3 separate regions of the Mus musculus genome follow, and all the other regions are linked to region 3. Evidence: chromatin contacts called from public HiChIP or PLAC-seq and Micro-C data. All regions are on one chromosome and are shown on one strand. Each heading gives the region's core, a stretch centred on a gene start, on an enhancer-like site or on the middle of the called end of the contact. The rest is flanking DNA. Distances are from core to core; before and after follow the strand shown.

Region 1 (4,725 bases), core at 1,644-4,143, 98 kb before region 3:
GGCATTGGAGCTTATATCCTGAGACAACCACGAGGGAGAGAACAAGTTAACCAGGAATGCTGTGGACGTTTGAAACCTCAAAGCCCATTCCCAGTGACATAACTCCTCCAAAAAATCCTTCCCAAACAGTCCCACCAACTGGGGTCCAAGCATTCAAACATACGAGCTTATGGGGGGCATTGCTCATTCAAACCGCCACAAGGTACTTGCCACCATGCCTGAAGACCTGAGGCCAATCGCTGGTACTCAAATTGAAAGGAAAAGCTGATGGTTTCCACAGCCTATCCGTTGACTTCCATGTGCACAACGTGATGGGCATGCATACAAGCACACAATAAACAAACAAACAAATGATTATGGTTATCTCAAGTCATGACAAGCCATGACTAGGAAGATTATAAAAGCAGGCCATGTGGCCGAGGAACTTCCATTCTTCAGCAATAGGACATAGCAGACACTCTGCCAAAGACCCCATGAACCACTTAGAAAGACAGGGGAAAATAGACAAACATCCCATTATGGGCACAGCTAAGTGGGAAAACATTGCAAATATATATATATATATATATATATATATATATATATATATATATATTGTCCTAGGATCAAAACCACAGAAAAGGAGCCAGAAGTATGACTCAGGTATGCACCTAGCTTTGATGCCCAGCACCAAAACAAACAAGAACAAGAGCCCAGAAGTCTTCACAACCAGTCTCAGCACCATTACTCTGAGTTGTAAAGGCCTTGGGGGGGAGCAATAGGAAAAATGAGAAGATGGCCAGACAAACAGACACATGCATGTGCCAGACACACCCACGCATACATGCACCACAAAACCAGGGTCCTTGAGAGTTACCGCCTCTGTGAGAGGGAACAGAAAGAATGTACTTACATAAAGGAGACCAGCAGAGAATTGGGCCTCTCCTGTCTTCATTTGGGCTCCAAGAGAAAATGAAAAGGCCTTTAAGCCTCTTCGTGTGAAAACTAGAACCCCAGGGCTTCCTCATCTGAGGCCGATCATCCATTCCACAAGACTAGACAATGTGAAGCCATCCACAATCGTGGACTTGAGCCAGTACCAGCCTTACAGATGAGCCCAACACAGCCTCTGCTAACTGGAGGCACACATCCAATCCAGCCCTCCCAGATCTTTATTGATAAAGCCCTTCAACCATGGGTCCAAATTCTAAAACTGCAGGGCATGCCAGGAAACAAGCCACCAGCAAGGTCTGCAAAACCAAGCGCCCCAGACTGAGATCAAACAGAGCAAAGCAAATGTGTCTGCTTAGCATGCTTAGAGAGGAAATTCTTGTGATTGGAGGTGACTGTGCTTGTCACTGGATGGTCACCACCGGAAGAGCTTTCTAGGAAAAGGCTTTTGAGCAAGACTTGAATGTAGAAAGAGAACTGGTCCTGTAAAATAGAGGGAAGGTGTTTGGCAGACAGACAGCGGAAACGGCAGTGCATGAGCCTGGGGCAGGAAGAGCTTATCTGGAGCCACAGAAGGAGAAATGGTTTTTAAGACTCAGCGAGTACAATGTGGGCCACAGAGAGATGGGAAAGGGGGTTCTGTGGAACCCGTGATGTCTGGCTTTTATTCTAAGTGTTAGGGGAAGCCTGCATGGATTTCAGAAAGAGCAGAATAAAGCCTGATTTGCATGTGTTTTCCTGTGTATGTAGTTTCTTGTTTTTGTTGTTGTGGTGCTGTTTTGTTTTGCTTTTTGTTTCTTTTTGTTGTTGTTGTTTTTGTTTGTTTGTTTTTGTTTTTCAAGACAGGGTTTCTCTGAAGCCCTGGCTGTCCTGGAACTCACTTTGTAGACCAGGCTGGCCTCGAACTCAGAAATCTGCCTGCCTCTGCCTACCAAGTGCTGGGATTAAAGGTGTGGGCCACCACGCCAGGCTGTCTTTTGTTTCTTGTTTTGTTTTGTTTTGTTTTGTTTTGTTTTGTTTTGTTTTGTTTTTTGAGACAAGGTCTCTTTTTTGAAACAAGGTCTCTTGTAGTCTACATTGGCCCAGAACTTCCTGTGTAACCGGGATGTCTTTCAACTGCTGATTCTCTTGACTCCACCTCCTGAAAGTTGAGATTTCTGGCTTGTATCTTCATTCCCAGTTACATGCAATGTTAAGGATCCAACCCGAGGTTTTCTGTGTATTAGGCAAACACTCTATGGTGAGCTGTAGTCCCAGGCCCTAGTCTGCATGTGCAAAGGATCCCTTTTGTTCAATGATTAAGTAAGTAATCTGCGCTTGCAGATTACCAGGGTTTGATTCCCAGCACCCACATGGTGGTTCACAATTCATAACTCCAGTTCAAGGGACCCAACACTCTCTTCTGGTTTTTGAAGGCACCAAACACACAAATAGTGCACATCCGTAGATACAGGCAAACACTCAGATACAGAAATTACAATAAATCACAAGGTGTCCCAGCGCTCAGGAGGATCTCTCAGTTTAAGTCCAGCCTGGTCTACAGAGTTAGTTCCAGGGCATCCAGAACTACACAGAGAAACTCTGCTTTGAAAACCCAACATTAATCAATCAATCGTTTTTTGGTTTTTGTTTTTGTTTTTTTAAAAAAGACCTAGCCAAGTAACACATCTTTAATCCTAGCACTCAGGAGGCAGAGGCAGATAAGTTGGAGGCTAGCTTGGGCTACAGAATGAGGAAGGAAGCAGTGAAGGAAGCAAACTGCTCTCTCATCTACCAGGACAGTTCCCATCTCTACCTGCACCTCCTAGTGTATATCCTGTGGAAAGTCAAGGAAGGAGACAGTCTTGAAAAGATTTGGGGGAGAAGGGTTGGATATTTCTCACCAAGAGCCTCAGCTGCAAGGGGATCGCTCCTACAGTCCGCGAAGGAGGGACAAGAAGAGAAAGTAGCTTTGGAGAACAGCCAAGGCCTTTGATCTGTTTCAGGCCCAGTGAAGCCACCAGGTGTCTCTCCTCACAGGCCTCACAGGAAGTGTGTGGCCAAGCCCGAATTGGAAGTCTTCAACTCCAATGCTTGTGAGAGGAACATCTGAGTGCAGCCTTCCTCCCTCCCCTTTGAAATTGGCCTCACCCTACCCCACTGGGCCCAGCTACACTCAACTTACCACTAGGAGTCTCAGAACAAAAATGGGGATAAGCCAAGGACCAGCTAGAACAGGGGACTTTAATCCATCAGTGTCCCAGTCTGAGCACCCCAACATCTCCACAAGTTTCCTGGGTAGAGTCCCCTGGAATGGGGTGCCTGGAAGGAACTTTATAAAATTCTCCACAACCAGCCAAGCGGAACCCATTTCCCCTCACAATGCAATTAACAGCACCAACATTTACAAAATATGATTACAAGCACTTTGGTTAAGTAGAGGAAAGTATATTAGATAGCAGTGAGGGGTTGATCTTAATGTGCATTTTTTCGAGAGACTTGCATTTTCTTTGTGCAAATAAAGAGGCCCTAAATTCTCCATAGGCACTAAAATCAATGCACTGGAACCATGATAACAAACACAGGCTCTACTTTTTGCTACATCCCCCAATTAATTAAGCCTTTCACGGGCATGTAATTAGGAACATTAGCAAGTCATAAAATTGCCGTGAGTCTTTAAATTATGTGCTGGCCCTCAGCAATTTGTTTTTAATTCCTTCTGAAGACAATGGTACTGCGGGGCCCAATAGATCTTCATAGCAGCCCACTGTGCTTGGCTTTATGGTGCCCGCCTGCCTGCCAGGCCTCCTGCCAGCCTGGTGCCCACTGCAGCTCCCGGGACTCAGGAGGTGCCACAGCTCTGGCTCCTCCCTTCTGCCTTCTCTTCTCTCCCTCCCCCTTCTCTCCTTCCTCTTCCTCCTGCTTTTCCTCTTTCTCCTTTCTCTTCTGCTCACTTCATTCCCTGATCCACTCTCTTCTCTTTACTCTCCGTTTCTTCAGCTTCTCCCTGCTTTAGTCCCTGGCCTGCACTCATTCTCCTCACCCTTCTCTCCTTCCTCCAGGTCTCGAGCTCTTTCCTCTTCCCACACCCCGACAGGTCACACACTGTAGCCCTGGCTGACCTCCAACTCAAAGCAATCCTCCTGCCTCCGTCTCTAGGTGCTGGTACTACAGATGCGCACCTCATCCTCGGCTTTGTATTTACTTTCTTCTTTTATTTCTCTCTTCGCCTCCTCCTTCCTGTCTCTTCTCTTTATTCCTTTCTTCTCCTTTCTTTTCCTCTTTACTTTTCCCTTTCTCCTTCTCTATCACCCCTGCTGTTTCTCCTCCCTCTCCTCTTCCTCCTCCTCCTCCTGTCTTCTTCTTTCTCCCTATATCTGTTTTTTCCCCTGCTCTGCTTTTCTCCTCCCCATCCCTAGGTTCTTCTTCCTTGCCCTTCCCCCCTTCCCATGACCCCTTAGGACTGAGCTAGGCGCACACCACTACCCCTCCTCCACCTTTCCACTGGCCCCAGCTCCTGGTCCCTCCATTCCCCATCCATCCACCTTGTGAAGGGCCATGGAGGCCATCTATCCTGACCTCTTTGATTTGTGGCATCAGTTATACTCACTGGGTGCCAGGCCCTGACCCAGTTCCCTAGAGGTGTCAGAGGGAATGAGGGGCAGGGGTTACGACCCTACCCTACTCCCACTCCCCAGTCTCTTCTATAGGAAGGATAGTGGGGCAAAGCAAAAGGCTGTTGCGTTTGCCTAGCTGGCCAAAGGTCCTGAAGGGATTTGGGATGACCTTGTACTCATCTGCCAGGACCCCCAGGAA
Region 2 (4,314 bases), core at 56-2,555, 78 kb after region 3:
TCTGAACTCCATAGGTACCAGGCATGCAGTGTGAACTTTCATATAATGTACATATATACATGCAGGCAAAACACACATAAAATGAAATGAATGCATTAAAATTTAAGTTGTGAACATTAAGCAGGCATATGGTATCCTTGTGTGTCTGTACCACAGTGTGTCACTGTATGAGAGGGTCTGCTCAGTGGCTGCCAGTGGGTAAGGGACAGATGGGACAACAGGCAGTGAAGAAGCCAAGCACTGTAGTTTTCTTGCCTGCCTCTGGGCTAGCCTATTCCATGAGAGAACTCATCTGCCCCTCATTAGGAGCTAAGAAGCAGACTTTGATTTATTGCTGGGGAGTGGGGTGAAGTAAAAGATTCTTTTACTATATTGTGTCTGTAGTACTTGAATTTTCTACAGTAACTTATTGCTTTATATCAACAACATTTTCATTTTTGAAATCATTATGTGAACTATGGCAGCATAGGGAAGGGTCTGCTATCCATTCCTCTGTTGCAGGTTGTCAGGTGAAAGGCGGTCTCTCCTGGTGATTTCTGCCCTACGCTGACTTTGTGGACCCAGCTGCTTCTTTGAGGCTCTCCTCCCTAACTGTGCTGTCAGGAACTCCTGTGCTCTTGCTGTTTTGTTCCCAGAGGCTGCTCCCCAACAGTGGTGAGCTGACCAGGTCTGTGGTGCCTTCATCTCTCTGCAGGTGTCCCTGGCTCCAGGTTACTGTTCGCCAATAGGCCTACATTCGATTCTGCCCGGGTGGGGCTCTGAGTGCCCATCCCTGACTCTCCCTTGTCCCTGTCCAGTCTGAGGTCAATAGATTTGGATTGGTTGGAGTGGACTGAAACGGGAATGTACTCGTTAAAGAGAAAGAGCAGAGCTTCAAACAGAATGTTAACCCACACTATGCGGGTTACCGCATCCCCATCTTGTCCCCTGTGGAGTATTCTTTAGTTAGTTAATTTTTACTGATACAAATTCTTTTCTCACACTAGGAATTTTTGTCTTGAAGTGATCTATTTAAAAACCCTTTTTAAATGCAAAGTAGCCCAGCTGAGTTCTCCTGTGGGAGAGTTTCACTTGGGTCCTGGTTTAAGTGCTTTTGGGACACTTTTGTTAGTGAAAGTTTTAGGTGACCCTGGCATGTCCTATGTCCAGGAGGTGTGTCTCCAACTCTGAGGGAGACACGAGTGTCTGGCGTATTTTTCTGAATTGAAAGAATCTGTGTGCCTTTGCACAAGGCTTACCATGAACCTGAAAGCAAGTACCACTTCTCCACACTCTTCCAGAGCAATGCTGGAGACAGCCAGCAGGGGGGTGGGGGGGATGAGGAAAGCAGGCGTGGGCTGCCACTCTGTGTCAGTCCTGGCTTCCCCTCTGACTTAGAGGCAGAGGTCTTTCTAAACTGGTCATGGACTTTGAGTACAGTTTCCCTCACCTGATGTGAGTGCCGACCACAGAGAGTTTACTGTCGTCAGTAAGCTTCCATAACCTTCCGCTGCCTTTTGCTGTCTATGCTAGCTAGGCCTTTGGAGGCAGACTTTAGAGTTGTGAAGTCTTGCAATGTGTGGTGCCTTCAGGAAGAACATTGCAAGCCCCGGGGACATGCTGAGAAGGGGCCCATGGCGAAACTTCACTAACTCTGGTTTCTGCTCTTGGCAAGGACAGGCTCTCAACAATGACAGTCAGCTGGTACAGGCCTGAGAAAAGTGACATGGCTGTGTTTGCTGCCACTTCTAGGAGGATTCTCCCTCCAGGTTGACTATGGCACTGACACTCTAAGTGCAGGTTATTGCAGTTTTCTGTGTAACTTACTTTTATTACAAACATGATGGCAACATTAACATTTAGAATTATTTGGTTCCTTTACAAAAACAAAACAAAAAAAAAATCCCAAGAAATTCTTAGTAGGAATAGCAGCCTCAACCTCTCCTCCAGAATAAAACCTCATCTTTTGTACATGTATAAAGCTGCTGGCATGAAACAGAAGGCGGGGACCCTTCGATGATGAGTGTTGTGTGCTGAACGTATTATTGTCTTACATCTGGAGTTTAAGAAATGTGCAAATGTAAGCCCATCTTGTAAAGTGCTTTGTCAACATCGCAGCCATGTTGCTCCTGAGGTGCCTTGGTATAATAGAATTCCTACAGGCAATTTGTCTTCTGCTTGCCATTTTTGTGTATGGTATGCAGCCTACATTCTGTGTGCAGGCATGTTCCCCTCTCTCCTAATCGAAGCCCTGCCCCCAGCCCATAGCCACCCCCTGCCCCATCCCCACCCCACATGCTTTCTTAAAGCTCTCCTGCCCTACGGTGCTGCTTTATTCAATGGAATTGGGCACTGGTCTTGATGAGAGATTGTGCTGTAGCTTCACAGCATTGAGAGAGCTCATCTGCTGTGACCTCAGGAAACACTGTCCTTACAGAATTTTCTGTTGGGTAAGAACTTTAGGCACGAATGGTTAAAATGCAGATGTTTTCTCTGAGGCTTCTTATCTCCTAAGAAGACACAGGTTATTCTGACAGGTGAAACAAGTCCAGGCAGATATGCAACACTGATCTAATCAGCAGAACACGAGCCCCGCTCTAACTGGTGCTGCCTTTACCAGCGTCATTAAGGGTTCCCATTACTCTTTTATTAGCCGCTCCTTCTCTTCCTTATCAGATTGCAGAGCAAACATAACTCACGGCAGTGATTTGATCTCTGTTAAAGAGGATTACAGCTTTGCATTAACTCGGATTGACATAGTTTATAATTCACTTGTTGATACTCGGGAGAGTGTTGCCATGTGCCTGACCTCCCCTGGCAGTGCTGAGAGGAAAGGACCCCACAGATCATCGTTAAAGATGTCGCCCAGCACAGACAGGAGATCCAGGCTTTCCTTAAGTAACAGCAGAGGGAATAGTAGAACACTCTCAAGTTCAAGCCTAAGACTTGGTCCAGACTCAAACCTGGGTTGAAAATAAAACATTACTGTTGTGTCTTTGTTTTTCCTATTTGGGGCTGTTGGCCTCTCACACTAGAGAATTTGAACCGTCAAATTGAAGTTTGGTTCCAAGTAGGAGGGGGTGATAGAAGTGCATCTTCTTTCAAAGTCTGGCTTTGTGGCTGCTGTTTTCATTTCTGCAGCCAGGTTCTCGGTATTTCCTCATAATTTAAAATTCTCTCTTCTCCCCAAAGGGTCTTGCATGTTTATTAAAGTGGTTCTAGATCTTAAGGATTTGTTTTAAAATTATTATGATATTCTAAATGTAGCCTCTTACAGATACTGCTTTAATCACAGCTAAAGTGGCTTGCAAGTGTGTAGCTAAGCTTTCAACCTTTCTCTTGATTGGCCATTCACATATATTATTAATGTTTCCCATGGTGATCCCCAGCTGACATCAGATTGCTAAAATGTATAGATCATTTTTGTTTCTCCGTGATGCCCTTATTTGCTCTGTTTTTTCCACCTGGTTCTGATTAGCAGGGAAATGGCAGTGAGGGACATGATCATCTCCACCCTGTTGTGATCATCAGTGGATGGCACTGAGGGACGGTGTCCTTCTACTCACTGAGCATCGTGTCAGACCAGCATCAGCCTTCATCAGAAGGCAGTGGGATAGTTGACATTATCTACAGTTTGTGATTAAAATTCTAAGTCATGGAGTAATTAAATAACTTGCTCAAGTTAAAAGTTGTAAAGTAGAGCGTCTCAGAGTGTAGCTGCTAACCGCTGCTGCTGCTGCTGCTGCTGCTGCTGCTGCTGCTGCTGCGCTGCAGAGTCTGTGGGAATAATGCAGTATCTCAACCAAAGAGAAAGCATTAGTTTGCCCAGAGTAAATCTTTTCTCTTCTGTAAAGGGACATTTTCTATATAGGAAAGCTGTGCTACTGACTGTTAACATTTTAGTATGAATCACCGAATTTCCCAAACCTGCCCTGTGGTTATTCTGCCTGGTGCTGGTGCCAAGGCCTAGACCATACAGTGGATACGATACTAGGGATCTCTGGTACCCAGCCTTGGTTTAGGGGGTGTTTGAGTCATTTTTACTTGGATGAACCTAGGGGAAAGACCGAATATCACTAATTTTTCTACTGTTTCTTGAATTTTGTGTTCTGTTGGTTTCTCTCTTGACCATATTGGCTGTGGTTTTTATACCAGATTGGGTTTCTGCTTGCCTCCTACAAACTGCTGGTCATTGTGGAAACAGGCTCTGGTGAATAGTAAAAGCTATGGCTGCTTTTAGAATTGTCTCACTAAAAAATAAACTGTAGAATGCATTTGTTTGCATATCACTGAAGACATAATAAACCTGGACAGCTCCTGTTATTTTTATGTTGT
Region 3 (4,168 bases), core at 784-3,283:
AGCATTGGTAAGCAGGCTCGGGGCACCTGTACCTTACACTGTTTGCTCAGATCTGCCTCACACAGGCCAACAGTGTCCTGTATGCACAACAGCTTCAAGGTGGGCTCTGCCCTGCTTCCTTTTCTCTTTCCACCCTGTTCTCCTCACCTTAAAGGGCAGGTTTCTAAGCACCTGAAATAATGAGGGAGGAGGATCTAGGAGAATAGAATTTACTAAGTGTGGGGTAGGAGAACATTTTTGTTCTCTGTGCCCAAGGCTACTGCACCTCATAGAGAACATGTTTTGCTATGGAGGCTCTAACACAGACTCGACTGCAAGCGCAGCGGAGAGGACCTTAAAGAACAAGCTCTCTAAACTACTCTCAGCCATACAGCAATTTTCTTCGCCTGAGTCTTCGCCTAGTCTGACATTCTTTGGCTCTCCACGTCTGAAAGGCTTTACCCTAAAACAGTTGCTTTTTTTTTTTCTATTGTCTAGGCTTGGTCATCTTCACTCAAGGACCAGTTAGGACAGGAACATGAGACATGCCACAAGAAAGTAGAAATCTCTTAAATTTCTTAAATTCGGAAATCTACCTGAATCTGAGGGTGTCTGAATTGTCTTCCAGTGGATTCTACTGGGGAGCTACCAGTTGCCTACGTTGCTGGCTTTGGGATCCAGCTGGCCTGGAGTATACTTAAAAAATGGCACTGGCCTGGGGACTTAGAACTGGAAGAGCTCCTGCTTAGTGTACAGAACACTCTGGGTTCAGCCCCTAGCTCTAAATAAACAGGGTGTAGTGGCAGGCACATGTCTCTAATCCCAGTGGAGACAGGAGGGTCAAGAAATTCAGGGTCATCTTCAATTACATGATGTGTAGGAGGCAAGAGACTGTCTTAACATACAAACAGGCATGGACACAGTGTCTATTATTCAAGTCGTTTTTTCTTTTTTTTTTTTTTCTGGATTCTTCTGAGGCAGCTTTCCTGTTATAGTAGATTCTAGGTCTCCATGGAGGAAGACCTCCAACAGATCAGTATAGACAGACCACTTTACACTCAAATTTGTCATTCCTCGGTGCAGTTCATGTTTCCTGCCCTTCTAGACTGGTCACTGTGTGGAGAGAGAGTCTAACTTACACATCCTATATTTCATCTAGCAGTGCTTGCCACAGTAGTGGGCGTCAAGGGATGCTCCATGAAAAGAAAAACGAATGCAAAGTGATGGCATAGCTTCATGGGCCTGGGTGCAATTACATTTATCACATTAAGGTCTTTGTGTATTTTGAGTCTGGCCATCTAATACCAGAACTGAGTGAAGGGTTTCTCTTCTCCCATCTTCACTAGTTTCGGGGGTCTGACTGAGTCACTCCATCTTTGAACAGAAAAGCTGTTAATATCAACGCTTCTGTAGTAGAGTAATTCTACCCCCCTGCCCCTCCCTGTGATTGCCCAGGCAAGAGGGTACAAGAAGCTACAGAAACAATCTTGATTTGTGGTACAACCATCGCGATTCCTAATTATTTCTATCAATAAAGATCGCACCTCGCCGCACACTTAACACACGCAGGCCTCTCAGATCCTGGCCCGAAGCTGTGTGCCTGGCCGCAGGCTCCTCTACCCTGAGAAAAGCCCCGTTTTGAGTCCCGGGTCTGTGCTTGCTCGAGTGTGTACCTGAGGTTTGAGAGGCTTATCCTTCACTCCCTTTCACAAACCAGCCAGCCACCAGCAGCCACAGCTACTTTACGCTTAATTCCTAAACCAAGCTCGCACAAAGCTCGAGGCGTTATTTCGTGCTTAGGGGACCCTGGCAGCTCAGAGCACAATCAACCTTTCTCGCTCCAAGCGGTCACGTGCTCCGGCGCGCTCCCGCGCCGCGCGTCCGAGGGGCCTCCGGCGCACGCGCGTTCGGGCGGCTCGCAACCCTGCCACGGTTTCGGGCGCCTGCGTCTCAGCTTAGCAGCCCAGTGGTGACGCGACGCCCCGCCCCTCCGGCGCGCGCGCGCCTCCCGGAAGTTGCCTACTGGGATTCTAAACGCCGCCTCCGCGAGGTCTCCGCCTTGAGTTGCCAAGTAGAGTCTGGGCCGTAGCGCCACTGCTGCGAGTGTCGGGCCGGGGGGCTCGGGCTGCAGTGCAGGTTCACGAGCGCAGCGCCGGCAGTGACCTGGTGACCATGGCGGCGCCGCAGCCCTTGGCTCTGCAGCTGGAACAGTTGCTGAATCCGAGACCGCGTGAGGCGGATCCTGAGGCCGACCCGGAGGAGGGTGAGGCCTGACTGGGGCTAACCACGTGCAGAGCAGTGGCTCCGACTTCAAGGGCCGCTGGTGCTTGGACCTGCTCGCCTTCCCTTTTCGCTGGGGGAAAATTGTCTCTTGGGAGGGTGGCGTGAGCAGTAATCCAGCATTCTAGACTCTGGGGGTGGGCGGGACATCAGGACCCTGGCGGGGAGTTGCAGGCAGCCGGCTGGCAGCAGTTTAGGATGCCACTTTTCTTGGTATTACCTTCGAAAGGAGAAAGAAGCCTGATGAGTTTCAGGTTTTTGTGTGTTTGAAACTGACTGCTTCTAAAATCTTCATGAGAATGAAAATGATTACCCGATGCTGTTTAGCCATGTTTATTTAGGCCTTAAGCCATTTGTCCACATTCTGATGACAGACTGATTCTTCATAAACCTGTTCTGAGACCGGCTGGGAGTAATTGTGCTTTAGACTTGGGTCAGGGAGGTGTGAGAAAGACAACTGGAGGGGTGTCATGAGTGTCTATAGCACCCAATGACTGTCACATATTGAGGAAGAATTAAGGACCCTGGGCATGTAGCCGATAACACTTGATGCACTGGATTTAATTTTCAGAACCTCTGAAAAAGAAAAACAATAAAAAACACCATGGAAAAGCAAGGAAGAATCAGATTTATACGTTCCTAGATTTATAAGTTCCAAGGCATAAAAACATGTCTCCTAGTAGTTGCAGGGAGTTAGCTCTCTGTTTAGAAATAGATAGCAATATGACAGCAGTCTCCTTAGAAACCAGAAGTCAACTCCCTATTCCTGTAAGTTAGTTATGTTATGTTATAGAGGACACAATGAATCAAGGGCTGGGGTGGAGCCCAGTACTAAGAGTACTCACCTAGTACAGGAAGGTGGGGTGTGGGGTTGAAATGGCTTAAGTGGGTTCCTGTTAAAGTATTTTTCTAACCTAAGATTCTATTTTTCTCCCTCCCCAACAGCCACTAGAGCCAGAGTGATTGACAGGTTTGATGAAGGGGAAGAGGAGAAAGATGATCTGGCAGTGAGTAGCATTAGAAAGTTGGCACCAGTCTCCCTCTTGGACACCGACAAAAGGTATTCTGGCAAGACCACTTCTAGGAAAGCTTGGAAAGAAGACCATTGGGAGCAGGCTCTGCCAAGTTCATCTGGTGAGTAGACATTTTCACCCCAAACTCTTCTCTTGGCTTAGTTCTGTATGGTTAAACTGTTTTGTTTCTGGATTCTTTCTGGAAGTCTGTGGGTCTCCACTTAATTTAGGAGAGACCATTGAATTGGTACTTGGAAGGGCCTTAGAGGTCAGCATGTTACTTTAAAAAGGATGCTAAAGGGCTGGAGAGATGGCTCCGTGGTTAAGAGCACTGACTGCTCTTCCAGAGGTCCTGAGTTTGATTCCCAGCAACCACATGGTGGCTCATAACCATCTGTAATGGGATCCGATGCCCTATTCCGGTGTGTGTGGAGACAGCTACATAAACATAAAATAAATAAATAATTCTTTAAAAAAAAAAAGGATGCTAAAGCCCAGTTAGGCTTTGTTTCCTGTTAGCGTTTTAGAGATGATAGAAACGTAGTGAGTTCGTGCAGTTGAATAGAGCACAATAACATGTTTGTTCTGTCATATAAGCTCCCACAGATTAACTGGAATGAAAGATGTGGCCTGGTATTTTTCTCTAGGTAACTCCTTTCCCCTTTTTTCCCCTTATAATTTAGATAACGAAGCATCTGATGAGGGAGGATCTGAAGATGGGGATTCAGAGGGCCTGGGCCTGGAGGAGATCTCAGAAGATGTTGACGAAGACTTAGAAGGTGAGGGCGAGGATAGTTCTTTTATCTCAGAATTAGGAGAGACTGAAGCAGGGGAATCAGGAGTTCAAGGCCAGCCTGAGCTACACAGTAAGTTCTGCACTAGCATGTGCTACACCT

Evidence for each region. A called contact is a pair of places that touch in the nucleus more often than the background predicts. HiChIP or PLAC-seq counts read pairs in DNA pulled down with a chosen protein or histone mark.
Region 1: a contact with region 3 is called in a Micro-C map of the G1E-ER4 cell line, with 3 times the contacts expected there. The contact joins the enhancer-like site here to the promoter of Aatf in region 3. A contact is called at or near these places in 1 of 39 promoter capture datasets (stem cell-derived epiblast-like cells), 3 of 484 Hi-C or Micro-C datasets (all in the G1E-ER4 cell line), 4 of 115 datasets of contacts at active chromatin or transcription factors (embryonic forebrain and embryonic stem cells) and 2 of 9 other capture datasets (adipose tissue and pancreatic islet).
Region 2: a contact with region 3 is called in an H3K4me3 HiChIP or PLAC-seq map of embryonic hindbrain, with 2.9 times the contacts expected there. The contact joins the enhancer-like site here to the promoter of Aatf in region 3. A contact is called at or near these places in 7 of 39 promoter capture datasets (the 3T3-L1 cell line, frontonasal cranial neural crest, hippocampal neurons and 3 more), 3 of 15 datasets of contacts at CTCF or cohesin (CD8 T cells, pro-B cells and stem cell-derived epiblast-like cells), 23 of 484 Hi-C or Micro-C datasets (the G1E-ER4 cell line, the N1E-115 cell line, Th1 cells and 8 more), 11 of 115 datasets of contacts at active chromatin or transcription factors (the SCID.adh cell line, differentiating embryonic stem cells, embryonic forebrain and 6 more) and 3 of 9 other capture datasets (adipose tissue, liver and pancreatic islet).

Annotation. Positions count from the first base shown.
Region 1 is chr11:84,609,884-84,614,608 of GRCm38.p6, reverse strand. No RefSeq gene overlaps it. Among named protein-coding and RNA genes, the nearest start is that of Lhx1os, 87 kb to the right of the region's middle. Within about 2 kb of position 2,893, at least 13 of the 459 cell types and tissues checked have an H3K27ac peak or open chromatin away from gene starts, as enhancers often do. A contact at or near this core is called in the G1E-ER4 cell line, where this site is marked.
Region 2 is chr11:84,432,087-84,436,400 of GRCm38.p6, reverse strand. The region is part of intron 12 of Aatf (apoptosis antagonizing transcription factor); the gene reads left to right. Among named protein-coding and RNA genes, the nearest start is that of Aatf, 79 kb to the left of the region's middle. Within about 2 kb of position 1,305, at least 3 of the 459 cell types and tissues checked have an H3K27ac peak or open chromatin away from gene starts, as enhancers often do.
Region 3 is chr11:84,511,366-84,515,533 of GRCm38.p6, reverse strand. Aatf (apoptosis antagonizing transcription factor) reads left to right here and starts at 2,033. Exons shown (of 13, transcript NM_019816.1): 1 at 2,033-2,242; 2 at 3,205-3,393; 3 at 3,956-4,051. The coding sequence starts at 2,152.